3 separate regions of the Zea mays genome follow, and all the other regions are linked to region 1. Evidence: chromatin contacts called from public Hi-C data. All regions are on one chromosome and are shown on one strand. Each heading gives the region's core, a stretch centred on a gene start, on an enhancer-like site or on the middle of the called end of the contact. The rest is flanking DNA. Distances are from core to core; before and after follow the strand shown. Region 1 holds the start of LOC100275177 (embryo sac development arrest 6). Region 2 holds the start of LOC100284286 (succinyl-CoA ligase beta-chain). Region 3 holds the start of LOC100216871.

Evidence for each region. A called contact is a pair of places that touch in the nucleus more often than the background predicts.
Region 2: a Hi-C map of ear shows a contact between it and region 1, with 2.0 times the contacts expected there. The contact joins the promoter of LOC100284286 here to the promoter of LOC100275177 in region 1. A contact is called at or near these places in 7 of 25 Hi-C or Micro-C datasets (bundle sheath, ear, leaf and 1 more).
Region 3: a contact with region 1 is called in a Hi-C map of bundle sheath, with 2.9 times the contacts expected there. The contact joins the promoter of LOC100216871 here to the promoter of LOC100275177 in region 1. A contact is called at or near these places in 2 of 25 Hi-C or Micro-C datasets (bundle sheath and endosperm).

What each region holds. Positions count from the first base shown.
Region 1 is chr4:146,711,735-146,716,256 of Zm-B73-REFERENCE-NAM-5.0, reverse strand. LOC100275177 (embryo sac development arrest 6) reads left to right here and starts at 2,156. Exons shown (of 1, transcript NM_001365865.1): 1 at 2,156-3,225. The coding sequence starts at 2,384. The coding sequence ends at 2,854.
Region 2 is chr4:146,921,694-146,926,215 of Zm-B73-REFERENCE-NAM-5.0, reverse strand. It overlaps LOC100284286 (succinyl-CoA ligase beta-chain), which reads right to left and starts at 2,309. Exons shown (of 12, transcript NM_001157181.1): 1 at 2,053-2,309; 2 at 1,860-1,970; 3 at 787-898; 4 at 187-251. The coding sequence starts at 2,154.
Region 3 is chr4:146,532,611-146,537,132 of Zm-B73-REFERENCE-NAM-5.0, reverse strand. LOC100216871 reads right to left here and starts at 2,373. Exons shown (of 2, transcript NM_001143260.1): 1 at 1,602-2,373. The coding sequence starts at 2,355.

The sequences.
Region 1 (4,522 bases), core at 907-3,406:
ATCCATGTGGTGCCGAACACCGCCACACTGCCCCTATGTCTACTGTAGTACCCACCGCATTCCAAAAGTGACGCTGCCGCCAATGCCCGTCATCGTGCCTAAGGTTGGTGACTTGTCATCGATGCCCTCCATCCCGGCAGCGTCGGTCTCCATTAGGTCCCATGAACGTGACACGAACTCGGTGGACAGGCCTGTGAAGATGTCCATGGAGTCAGTGAGCCAGAAACTCAGATGTACATATGTGCGTATCTTGGAGGACGTAGGCAAGTCGGAGTAGCTAGAGAGCGTCAGGGCACCGACGGCAAGCAGATCCACCACCGCTATCGCTTGAGGGGCCTCGGTACCACCTTTTGTAGCTAGGTTGGTGGGCGGATTAGGATGAGTAAAACGGCTCCACCCAGTAGCTATTGAAACTGCTTTCCTCGCATTTCTATGTATGGAAGACGCAGCGTGTGTGGGTATGTTGAAACCGCTTTCCTCGTCCCCTAGGGAGCGACGCGCATGGGTTGTTGGGCTCCTGTCGCGGTGCATTTGGCGCGAGCCCACTTGTTGTGCCGGTCGTTGTTATGAATGGAAGACATGGCGTCCGTAGGTTTGTGTCATTGTGTGGGTGATTGAGGCACTCGCGCGCCGTGCGGGGCATGGATTCGTTGAGGATGGGGAGTGGATAGACGAATTGGATTAGATGCGATTGATGTGAAGAGAATGTGTCTTGTGAGCCATTTCAAACAATAGAAGGAGTTATTTGTAAAAATATGACGCGGGACGACCGTCGAAACTGGTGCTTTAATATAGTAGAGATTTGGATACTATCGTGTTCACCTTAATCCATGTGTATTGAGGTGGATTGGAAAACTGAAACTAATTTACAACACATTCCACTTCAATACATGTGAATTGAGGTGAATACGAGAGTATCCAAACAATGCCTAATTGGGTGGAACCAAACACCCTCTTAGTTGTGGTGGAACCAAACACGCTCTTATACCACTCGTTAGATATTGTACCCACAAGTAGAATTGCTAGACCTAGGTAACAATGGTAGCAAGGTACTAGGTTGCCTGTGGGTGAGTGTAACCCGCGAAGTTGTAGTCGCTGCTTGCAAGAATAATCTTAAGCTGGCTCCCTAGTTTTAGACCTAAGTTCAATAAGTTGGCTTGTAGTTGTTCTTAGGGTTTTTTGGTCGCACTATGGCTGTGAAAAAACCTTTTATGGGCTTTGAGCTATGAAAAAGTTGTTGTGCATTGTGAGCTATAAAAAACTAAAAGTCGTTTGGATAAAACTGCTAAAAGCCGCTGAAAGCTCTTCTATATACATTTTCAAGTTCTTCCGTCTGAAAGCTGCAAAAAGTTGTTTTATAGGTCAATTTTGCAGTGCAAGAAAGTTGGCTTTTTTAAAAAAAACTTATTGACTGGATTGAAGCATTTGGTTTAGTTTTTTATTTTTGGGACAAAAGGCACAGCCAAAAAGTTAAATCACACACACAATCTTATTCAATTTTGACAAAAGGCCCTTTTATTTCTTACAAGAGCTCAATTAGGCCATGTTCGGTTTGGAGTGGTTTAAGTGGATTGGAGGTGATTGAGTCCCTTCATATTTAATTTTAAATACGAAATAATTTAATTCATCCAATCCCCTTCAAATCTCTTACAAACGAACAAGACCTTAACGAGGTGTTTAAAGTTTAACTAGTGTTACATCTAATATTTAAATATTATGTATTAAATAAAGATTTAATTAGGTTTAATAAATGTGTCTTATATTTTATTTGTTATATGTGTAATTAGTTTTATAATTATACTATATTTTATATTCATAAATATGAATTAAATATTCACTATGACATGTAATAAACTTTAGTGTGATAAACTTTAGTGAGTTAAACTAAACACCCATAAATAACCTGCTAGATATAATGACGATTCTATCCTGACTACTCGACCACAAGCCCAAAAAAACCATCGAGTAACCCCTGCACCTCTGCCGGACAGGTCCAGACTCATCCAGAACGCGATGGTAGATTTGTTATTTATAGCAAATGCAATGGGCGGAGATAACCCGACTGCCTATATATACAACCACCCGCTGCCCTTCCCCGGCCCCTGCACCCGCTTCACTCCCCATTCATTCTCCGATCCCCTTCCCAGCGGGCAGCGGCCGCACCACGCCTGTTCGCCTCTCGCGGGACCCAGCCCCAGCGGGACCCACGCGGCCACGCCCCACGCCTTCATTCCTCCCTTTCTCGGCCTCAACCGCTTCCTTTTTCCCCTTGTACCATTTGTCCATTTTCGTGTCCCACCAGTCGCGGTCGGGCGATTCCGTCTCTGGCATAGCAAGCAGGCGCGTCCGGGCCGTCGAGGTCGAGCTGTGGATCCACGCGGAGATGCAAGCGCCACGTGGCGATGGCTTCCTCGGGAAGCGGAAGGAGCGCGACTATTGCCCGCATCCCTCAGTGTCGCCGACGGAGCAGGCAGCCCCGCTGCAGCGGCAACCGCCGCCGTTCGCTAGGCCCGACCCGCGTGGCGTCAAGCTGGATCGCCCGGCGGTGAGGTTTGGCGCGAAGCCGCCGCTCCCTCAACAGGGGGCCAAGGTCGGGGGCAACGGCAACAAGCTGCTGGCAGGGTATCTGGCGCACGAGTTCCTGCGGTGCGGCACGCTCCTCGGCGAGCGGAGGCTCGAGCCACCCCGCCTGAAGGAGAAGGATCCCGCCGCCCCCTCCCCCGCCCCAACCCCCGCTCCGGAGCCGAGCAGGCGCTACGCGGACGTTTCGCGCCTGCTTATGACGGGCGGGGCCCGCATCCCCGGCGTCGTCAACCCGTCACAGCTCGGACGCTGGCTCCGGATTAAGGAGTGACCGGGTGGCCATGACACTGGTGGCCGCGGCCCGCGGCATGGCCGCATTGCCTACTGCTTCGCCTCGGCGGCGGCCGATCAGAGGAACCGTTGCTTTTGAACGTAGCAGGCTGGTTTGTCATTCCTCTGTCTTTCTTTCCCTTCAAAATTTTCGTGTGGTAATTAGCAAATGAACTCCTCCTGTCAAAAATTTAGTGTAGTTGTTGGATGAGAAACTGGAGACGGTACACTGGTACTGTTGCTAGCTTTCGCTGAAATCCTCTTCATCGGCAAAAACCTGTGATGCATATGGCGTGGGTGAATGAATCCACCATCGATGTAAATACATGGTAATGCTTTGGTAGTAGCATAAGAAGTGTCTGTTACTGTAACAAGTAACTAAGTATTAGTTTGAATTGACATCATCATCTGGGCTTTCTGTGACAAATCCAAATGCATGGTTCCCGTATTTGGTGGAAATGATGCTGGCAATTTTACCTCTCGTCCGCGAATGTCCATGTTTACTCATTGTTTCGTTAAGCAATAAATACAGTAGGTTTATTTGCATCTTGAGTTCTCGTCCAGCCCCGCACACGTTACTGTCTTCGTGGTTTCGGAAGACATTTGGGGCCTTGCTTCGATGTCTTGCTGGCCAATGTACTACCATGCCCAGCAAGAAAACAGAACTGAGCAAGTGTTCGGATCCTGGCTAGCTTGTCTTGTAACATGTGCAGGCAGGTTTTCGCTTGCTCAGCCAGGCCAGGCGAGGTTAAGGCATCCAGCAATCCAAGGATCCTCTCTGGTTATCTCCAGCAGATACGAAGTCCTCTTGGGTCCCGTTTGGATAATTTTTTTTTCTGTAAGCTGCAATGGATGGAAGAAGCCGGCTAATAGTTATGCATGACTTAGGTGTTTGAATAGTTCAAAATAGGTTAGAGCAAGTATAATAACATATTAACATGATGTATGCAGCTTGAATGATGAGACGAAGAGGAGAGAAAAGGCTGTATGTAAACTTATAGCTGTCTTAGACATAATAACTAAAAAACTTTATGAGAGAGATAGGTGGACCATGTATTAATAGTAAAGAGCTAACTAATATACCAAGGTAGGCTCCAAGATTCTTACAATGGACTATATTATTAACAATACCCTTACGAGGCTATACTATAAGTTGGTTATTTGAATTCGCTAGATCTTTTCTTAGGCTGGACCAGCGCTGGTTCTTACTAATTGCCGATGTGACTTGGCGTGTGGTCGGTACCGACGACCACGCTCCAATCGATAAGCGGTTTGATCAGCCAATCGATGGGCTGGCCAGTGGGCTTGCTGGTCGGTCGGCGTGGTCGGTACCGACCACGTTGGGACCAAACCAATCGGTAACGATTGGTTGGTATCCACCACTGTGTTGGAGTCCAGGTCGGTACCTACAAGATTTGTTGGTACCGATTGTCTGGTGTTGATGTGGCGACTCTTGATTTCTCATCGTTATTTCAACCGTTTAGATTTTAAAAAAGTTTTCTGAATCCACCTTATAAATAGAGGGAGGTGCTTGGGTTTATTCACATCTCTCACTCTTTGATCCATAAGCCCTCTCCATTTGTATTCTTTCAATCTGTTTTGATATAGATCCAAGGTGGAGTCCGAACTTTGGTACGTTCATCGACTTGTTCACTACGCAATCTTCACA
Region 2 (4,522 bases), core at 1,060-3,559, 210 kb before region 1:
AAGGAAAGTAATGGGTACAAACACAAACAGACCAAGAACGAAGAAATAGCATATCAAATTCTACAGAGAGTAAATGAACTAACAGGTAAACACACCAACAGACTGAGAGCAAACATGAAGCCAATCACGGTTCAAACAGAAACATATAATAAAAGCAAAAGATGGCCTCAATTAGTAAGTTCTAACCTTGCTCACAATCTTTCCCTCCGGACCAGTTTGTTTCGTTACCAGAATCTGGCCTAACATTTTACCTGCAGTATCAGTAGGACTCATCAGAGATTAAAATACATACCCGAAACATGACTGACTTGCATGAAACCAATCAACCAATCACAATGAATAAACAATCTTAAATTCTGGAATAAATGTGTGAACACAGAGATTTATCCACGTAGCAATATTCCTGATACAGATCCACCTAGTTAAACAAGAAAGTAATCATGCGCACTTCATCGTACAAGTAGAGTTTCATGGTAGCAAATTTCAGCACCCATCAATTCAAAATAAAATTAATGTATGAGAACAGAAATTAAGTATGTGCTTGTCCTTCCAGTTCATAGAAAGTAAAATTGGCCTTCTATGTTTTTTTATTTTTTGGCTTTAATCATAAACAAGGGAATGCAAATTGCAATGACAAATAAGTTTCATTATTGCAAATAGCAACAGTTGACGGGAAAGAAATCTAAGAAAATCTAGGAAGAACTGCTATAGTTTTTTTTTCCTTCATCAAATCACAGCATGCCAGCAATACATATTGAATTCAAGTAATTGCTATAGTACACTTACGTGCAATGCTTTCAGCTTCCTCAGCCTTAACAATATGGACACCTCCTTGCAGCCCACTTTTGAAAGTTCCCAGCCCTCGGCCACCAGCAAGGATTTGACTTTTAACAACTATCTGTAATGAGAACACCTTGACTATGAAACTGTGACTAAATTGCAATGAGCAAACTATATGTCTAATCTTAACTTAGATTACAAGCATACATGCTGCTTAGCTATATACGGAACCTTTTTCATAAGCATGCACAAATAAAAGGTCAGAAATATTGCACCCAGCATTTTCATAAAAAGCATGCATACATCATAAAGGTCAGAAATATTGCACATAGCATGGAGAAGAGTCGGTATGATAATGTTAGATATGACATGGAAGGTTGCATATAACTCCATTTGCAGCTAAGATAAATGTGACTGTTTATGCCAAATATAAAATACTGTTTATACCCACCAACTCAATAACCCATTGACCACTTAAAATACACCTAATTCCAGCACCCGTAAAAAAGAAAAATCAATCATAAATTGACCACCATACAACCACAACTCAGCATAAATTCTAAGTAAACTACATTCTTCTGGGTCTAGAATCACCGTGACTGTCACACCCAAGCCATGGACCAAGGTTATTAAAACTGTAAAACGTTGGAACGCTCATGGGTGAAATTTTGACTTTTAAACGTTTAAACTTTGTTTAAACGTAGTTTTAAACAACACAGGAAAAATACCAATACATCATAATTTCAGACAATAATATGAAGTTAAATACCAAAATAGAGAGGTTAGTGGCTTACCAAAACTTCACCCATGAGCTGGATTGAACCTCAAAAGTAACTAATAGACTGGGCCCAAAAGTAGCTAACGGTCTAAAATGCATAAAACACTGCGTTTTACAGTTTAGAACGCCAAAACGCTAAAACGTGGTTTCAACCTCTAATTAGAGTTTTGACGTTTAAACATCGTTTAAACGTAGTTTTAATAACACTGCCATGGACGACTGCATTTTGGATCACGAGGTGATAAGATGAACATAATGAGGGGTCGAATAACAGAAGATGAAGAAGTTGTGGCGTCATCACCTCTTTCTCACTGGGGAACATGTTCTTCAAGGCGTCATTGACCTCCTGTACGGACCCCGCCGCCGCACCCCTGGGTACGTTGATACCGTACTTCCCCATCAACTCCGCACCCTGCAGACCCAAACAATCCATCAGCCCCTGCCTCCAAACAGCACCAATAAATCAAAGTGAGAGATCTGGAAGCGCTGGACACCTGGTACTCGTGGATGTTGAGGCGGCGAAGCTGCTGGTGCTGCCATCTCCCGGCGACGGAGAGGGCGCGCGACGCAAGCTTGCCTAGCGATCCGCGAACCATGGCTGTGGTGACCTAGGCGGGGATGCTCCTCCGATCCGGTAACCCTACAAGCTTGGAAGACGCCTCTTTGCGATTTGTTATGTTGTTTCCCTTCCTTTTCACTCGATTTTCTCTCTCGTTTCCTTTCTTGCGGAAGGGACGAAGGGGGGCCGTGCGGGTGCGGCGGCGGGGTGCGGACCGGGCCCGGGGTAGACCAGACCAGTACACGTTGAACGGAGAATGGTTTCACTCAGAATGAAGTCATTCTCGATGGATACTAGCGGGTTACCCTACCTTGCGACGGCTCACAATAATAACCACATAAAGTATCCATCAAAAAGATCTCAAAGTTTTTTATTAATTGTCAAAGTTTTTTATTGATTGTCTCTTCTCTCCACATAATTTTTTTATTTGACTAAGCGAGTCGACATCGTGGTAAAGGAAAGGTCATGTAAACAGACAATGTCGAGCTATCGAATGGGTACCATAGGCAGCAAATCAGGGACCTCATCCCTCGCCTCCCCCACTTTCAAGGTTTTGTAGATTGGAAGAGGCAATCATACTTGTTCGTTGCCGGAGAAGGACACGACGAAGACATGGACATCTGGAGGCGATATAGGTAGTATACCACTAGATACATACACGAAGAGAGCACGCAAGCGGAGAATGAAGTTCATCCAGAGTAGCTGCAAACCGAGAGACACCTCACCAGACGTTAGTCCGAAAAGTGTCGGGGACCATAATTAGGGGTACCCCCAAGACTCCTAATCTCAGTTGGTAACACCCATCAGCACAAAGCTGCAAAGGCCTGATGGGCGCGATTAAGATCAAGGCTCAGTCCACTCAAGGGACACGTTCTCGCCTCGGCCGAGCCCAGCCTCGGGCAAAGGCAGCCGACCCCGGAGGATTCACGTCTCGCCCGAGGGCCCCCTCAAGCGACGGACACACCTTCGGCTCGCCCGAGGCCCAGTCTTCGCGGAGAAGCAACCTTGGCCAGATCGCCACGCCAACCGACCGTATCGCAGGAGCATTTAATGCAAGGATCACCTGACACCTTATCCTGACGCGCGCTATTCAGTCGACAGAGCCGAAGTGACCGTAGTCACTTCGCCGCTCCACTGACCGACCTGACAGGAATACAGCGCCGCCTGTCCTACTCCGACTGCCGTGCCACTCGCCAGAGTGAGGTCGACAGCGGCTAAGTCCAGCCTCGGGCACCATAGGAAGCTCCGCCTCGCCCGACTCCAGGGCTCGGGCTCAACCTCGACGCTGGACGACGGACTCCGCCTCGCCCGACCCCAGGGCTCGGACACAGCCTCGGCCTCGGAAGACGGTCTCCGCCTCGCCCGACCCAGGGCTCGGACTCAACCTCGACCTCGGAAGACAGACTCTGCCTCGCCCGACCCCAGGGCTCGGACTCGACCTCGACCTCGGAGGAGCCTCCGCCTCGCCCGACCTAGGGCTCGGACCGACCACGTCACAGGGGGGACCATCATTACCCTACCCCTAGCTAGCTCAGGCTACGGGGAACAAGACCGGCGTCCCATCTGGCTCGCCCCGGTAAACAAATAATGATGGCGCCCCGCGTGCTCCATGACGACGGTGGCTCTCAGCCCCTTATGGAAGCAAGGAGACGTCAGCAAGGATTCGACAGCCCCGACAGTTGTCCTTCCACAGGGCCCAAGCGCTCCTCCGACGGCCACGACATCACATGAACAGGGTGCCAAAACCTCTCCGACTGCCACGACGGCATGTACTTAGGGATCTAGCTCCTCTCTGCTAGACACGTTAGCACATTGCTACACCCCCCATTGTACACCTGGACCCTCTCCTTACGCCTATAAAAGGAAGGTCCAGGGCTCTCGTACGAGAGGGTTGGCCGCGCGGGAGAACGGGCTGACGCATAAGGCTCTCGCTCTCTCTCTCTCTCCCACGCGAACGCTTGTAACCCCCTACTGCAAGCGCATCCATCCGCCCTGGGCGCAGGACAACACGAAGGCCGCGGTTTCCCCTTACTGTTCTCCCCCCTTTGTGTCCCATCTCGCGCCGACCCATCTGGGCTGGGACACGCAGCGACAATTTACTCGTCGGTCCAGGGACCCCCCGGGGTCGAAACACCGACAGTTGGCGCGCTAGGTAGGGGCCTGCTGCGTGTTGACGAACAGCTTCCCGTCAAGCTCCAGATGGGTAGTCTCCAGCAACCTTTCCAACCCGAGACGATGCTCCGTTTCGGGAGTCTTGAGTTCATGTCCCTCGACGGCAGCTACGACATGATACTCCTTCCTTTGCCGCGCGACAGCGACAATGGCGGCCGTCAGCCCGCCCGCCAGCGGTGGAATCAACGACGTCTTCCCCACATGGCGGAAGAACAACATCCGGGTTTGTCCCG
Region 3 (4,522 bases), core at 1,124-3,623, 180 kb after region 1:
CTATGAGATTACTCGGGGAGAACTGGTCAGTCGCCTTCTGTATCTCCTCGAACGAGACCTGCCAATGCTGGTCCTCCGCCAAAGGGAGATTGGCAGGGGCCCTTTTCCGCCGCCTCATGACCAACAGGAGAAGACCACAAAAGGCAAGGAGAAGCAAAGATGTAGAACCAACAACAGTGCCTATTATCACTGCTAGTCTCCTTGGCCTCCTGTTGTCAGCGTCGTCGGGCTCTTCGTCTTCGACAGTGGGGCATGGCGGAAGCTGCAGAGCTGTAACTCCCCCACAGACCTTGTTATTACCAGCCACGGAGAACGCGCTCGCGTTACCGAAGACGCCCGTTACCGGAACGGAGCCTTCGAACCTGTTGTACGACAGGTTCAGGTAGTTCAGGCTCGGCCAGTCGGCAAAGAACTTCGGAACAGGGCCAGATAAGTTGTTCCTCGCGACGTCCAGCTCTTGCATTCCTTGCAGTCCACTCAAGGACTGCGGGATGGCGCCTTGAAGAAGATTGTCGTTCAGCTGAAGCTGCGCTAGCTCCACGCACTTGCCTAGAGCTGCAGGAACGTCGCCGGATAGCTGGTTTACTGACAGATCCAGCAGCACTAGGTTCGTCAGTTTCCCGACCTCTGATGGGATCTGACCAGTGAGGGAGTTGTACGAGAGACCGAGGTAGCTGGTCAGAGAGGAGAGGCTGACGACCTCCGCTGGTATCGAGCCGGTAAGCTGGTTGAGCGACAGGACCAGGCTACCGATGTTCTGCAGCTTCCCCAGGCTCGTGGGTATGGGTCCCTGCAGGCTGTTCTTGAACAGATAAAGTATGGAGAGGTTTGTCAGGTTCCCCAGCGCAGGAGGGATTCCCCCGGAGATGTTGTTCTCGGACAAGTCTAGAACTCCTAGGCTGTGAAGCTCCCCGATCGATGGCGGGATGCTGCCCGTCAGCAAGTTACCCCTGAGAGTGAGTATGGTGAGGCTCGAAAGCTTCCGGATATCCGTAGGAATCGCTCCGTGGAATCCGTTGTGTGATAGATGAAGCTTCTGCATCGTGCTGGAGAGGTTGACGATGGAAGGCGGGAGCACGCCTCGGAAGCTGTTGGAGTCAAGGGACAGGTAGAACAGCTTGCTGCAGTTGGACAAGGAGGCGATCAAGTCCCAGTCATCACTTCCCCACCACTCGTCCTCCAGCCGGTTGCTCTCCACTGTTAGCACCTCGAGATCCTTCAGGCTGCCTACTTCCAGCGGCAGGGCCCCTTCAAGCTGGTTGTCGCCGAGCTGTATGTACCTGAGCAGCGACGCGTTCCCTATGGATCGGGGGATTCGGCCGCGCAGCTGGCAGTCGTTGAGGATCAGGTTCTGGAGGTTTGGGAGGGTGGCACCGATATCAGACGGGAGAACGCCTGAAAGAGCCTTGTTGCCGGACAATTCGAAGGTGGCAACTGATGAGATGTTGAACAGGCTTGCTGGGATTGTGCCGCTGAGATGGTTGTAGGCTAAATCAAGGGAGCTGAGCGCCTGAGCCTTGTCAGCCGTCCTAGAGAGTCTGGTATTTGGCCACTGAGTCTGTTAGTGTCAGCAAACAAGTCGACGAGCGATGAGAGGTTACCGAGAGACGCCGGAACACTTCCTGAGAGATTGTTCAGGTACAGCCCCAGGTACGTGAGCCTCGAGAGCGAGCCGAGCGACTGCGGGATCGCACCGGAGAGCTGGTTGGAGCCGACGTCCAGGACCTCCAGCCTCTGCAGGTGGCTCAGGTTGGCTGGGATCTCGCCCACGAGGCTGTTGTACTCCAGCTGCAGGACCAGGAGCCTGGAGGCGCCGGCGAGGGATCCTGGAACCACGCCCTGCAGGGAGTTGTGCCGGAGGTCCAGGTACGAGAGGCGGGGCAAGAAGCCGAGCTCCCGGGGGATGTTGCCCGACAGGAAGTTGTGCGAGAGGTTGAGCGTGCCGAGGAACGTCAGGTTGGCGAGGAAAGGCGAGACGGTGAAGGTCAGGTTGGCGGACGCCAGCTCCAGCGAGGTGACGCGGCCAGGGCGCCGCCGGCGGGAGCGGCACCCCACGCCTCTCCAGCTGCAGACGCCGGCGGTCGTGTTGCCAGCGGCGGTCCATGAGGTCAGCACCCCGTGAGGGTCGCCGGTGACGAGGTCCTTGAAGGCGAGCAGAGCCTGCTGGTCGTCGGCCGTGGCGATCAGCAACGCCGCTGGTGGAGGAGAGGCAGTAGCAGAAGCAGCACCATGTGCGGCGGCGGTGGTGGTATGGCTGCTGCTCAGCATGGAAGCAGCAGCGAGGAGCAGCACGCACATGGATTTGGTCGCCTGGTAGGGGAGGGGGAGACACGCTCCAGCTCTTTCCGCCTCCATTCTTGCGTGCTGTTCAAGTTCAACCATGTTTGATCTTGACGACGTCTACATAATGTCCTTGTTCCTTAAAATCCAACCACCAGAGCTCAAAATATCTCGTGCAGTTGCGTGGTTGTGTCGAATCCTGCTGTAGGAGTTAAACGCCTCAACGCCCAACCGTAGGAGATCCGCCGACTCCATTCTCTAGAGTTAAGAGTCTAGACTAGACCAGGAAAGAACGAGTCTGAGGCTTTCGGTTTCATCACGCCAGTTATCAGGCGCACGCCACGTCGCCGCCTACCAAGGTGGCCTTTCCTCTCCTCTTCACGCCTTTTTCGACACTACGAAGATTGCAGATACAGATGTCCAGCTCCTGAACAAAAACGCCATTGAAAATGTGCTCCTCTCTGTACTCTTCTGAGTTCAGCTTTGTTACCGTAGCAGTCTGAGTCAACACTTTCACACAAAGTCCACTCTTGAACTGATCAGAAAATATCGTGAGTTATTATTTAACTCACTTATTTTGTTGTGGTTCGTTTTATCACTCAAGGTCGTTTGAACGTGACTTAAAATTTTATATTTTCAAATAAATATTTTGAATAAGACAAGTGGTTACAGTTTTTTTTAAAAGTCAACGCATGTAGTATTACTCTGTGGGTTGTGGTGAGAGTGTGGCCATGCTTCATTCACCAGACATACCGGCATGCCACGTGATGATTTTACCCGCGTGCCGCAGCCCAGACACGGCACGTCGACCTGGTAGCCGTGCCGGGCCGGATCGGTCCGTTAATCTATCCACGTTGTCTGATTAAATCAGAAAAATAGCAAAAAAAACGTGCGAAAGGGGGATTCAAACTCACAACCTCCTGGTCCAAGGCTGAAAAACACTACATGAAGGAGGCTAACAAGTAAAACTCTAGTGTGTTGGTTGTAAATACTAAATATAAAATATAATATATATATATATACACACTAAGTTTTGCAAAATAAAAATATAATCGTGTCGGTCCGGGTCAGCACTACGGGTCAAGTCAGCGGCCCAAACACGGCACGACTTTCATGCCGAGTCCAGCCCGACACTATTAAATGAGCCATGCTTTGGCCAACCCGTCAGTCACAGCTCATTTAATCATCTACTAGGTAGATGCCCGTGCGTTGCAACGGTATACAAAATATTCAACAAATTGTTAGTGCACAAAAAATAACACCACATATTTCAGTTGCACCAAAAAACGATACATTCCCCGCTTGCAAGGTTAGGGCCACATTTTCTTCCTACTTTGCACCTCAGCGAACAACAAAAACCAAAGAACCATACAGTCGATAGACGCACTTGCACACTTGAAGAAATAGTTAACCATGGCATGGAACTCATCAGTTATCCTCTTGTCAAACCTTTAGGAAATGCAAGCATGTTAGTCTAGGAAGAAATGTAGCTTACGCCAGGTAAACCTGCTGATTTTTTGGGAAATAGTTAACCATGGCATGGAACTCATCCCCACGAACAGAGAGCATTCCCCAACATCTCCCACCAGCAACCACAACATCTTCTTCCCCATCTCTCTGTCTCTCACGCTCAACAAGCCACGCTAAGAACTGGTGGTACCGGCCACCAGTCGGCCCTCCCTCTCTGGCAAAAATCACGGCGAGCAGCGGCCCAATCCTACCTTCTTCATTGATCGGCAGTTGAAAAGGGAGAGGGAGAAGTGTGCATATCACAGGAAGATTACCACACGACGACTGGAGACCACACTACAGGAAACACCTAAATTTTCGTGGGCCAAAAACCCACGAAAATAAGCCTAAACTGATGAAAATAGCATATTTTCGTCGGCAGGCCGACGAAAATAGCCGCCGAAAATAAGTTTGACGAAAATAGGCAACTATTTCCGTCGGTACCGACGAAAAAGACCTATTTTCGTCGGCTTTCCCAAGGCCGACGAAAATAGTTGGTCGACTGACTATTTTCGTGGGCCCGGTGGTGGCCGACGAAAATACGTGCCCAGGCTATTTTCGTTGGCCCGGTGGTGGCCGACGAAAATACATGCCCAGGCTATTTTCGTCGGCCCGGTGGTGGCCGACGAAAATATGTTCTCAGGATATTTTCGTCGGCCACCACCGAGGCCGACGAAAATTGATGGTTCCCCCCCCCCCAAAACAGATTTTTCTGCACTTTTTATTAATTCAC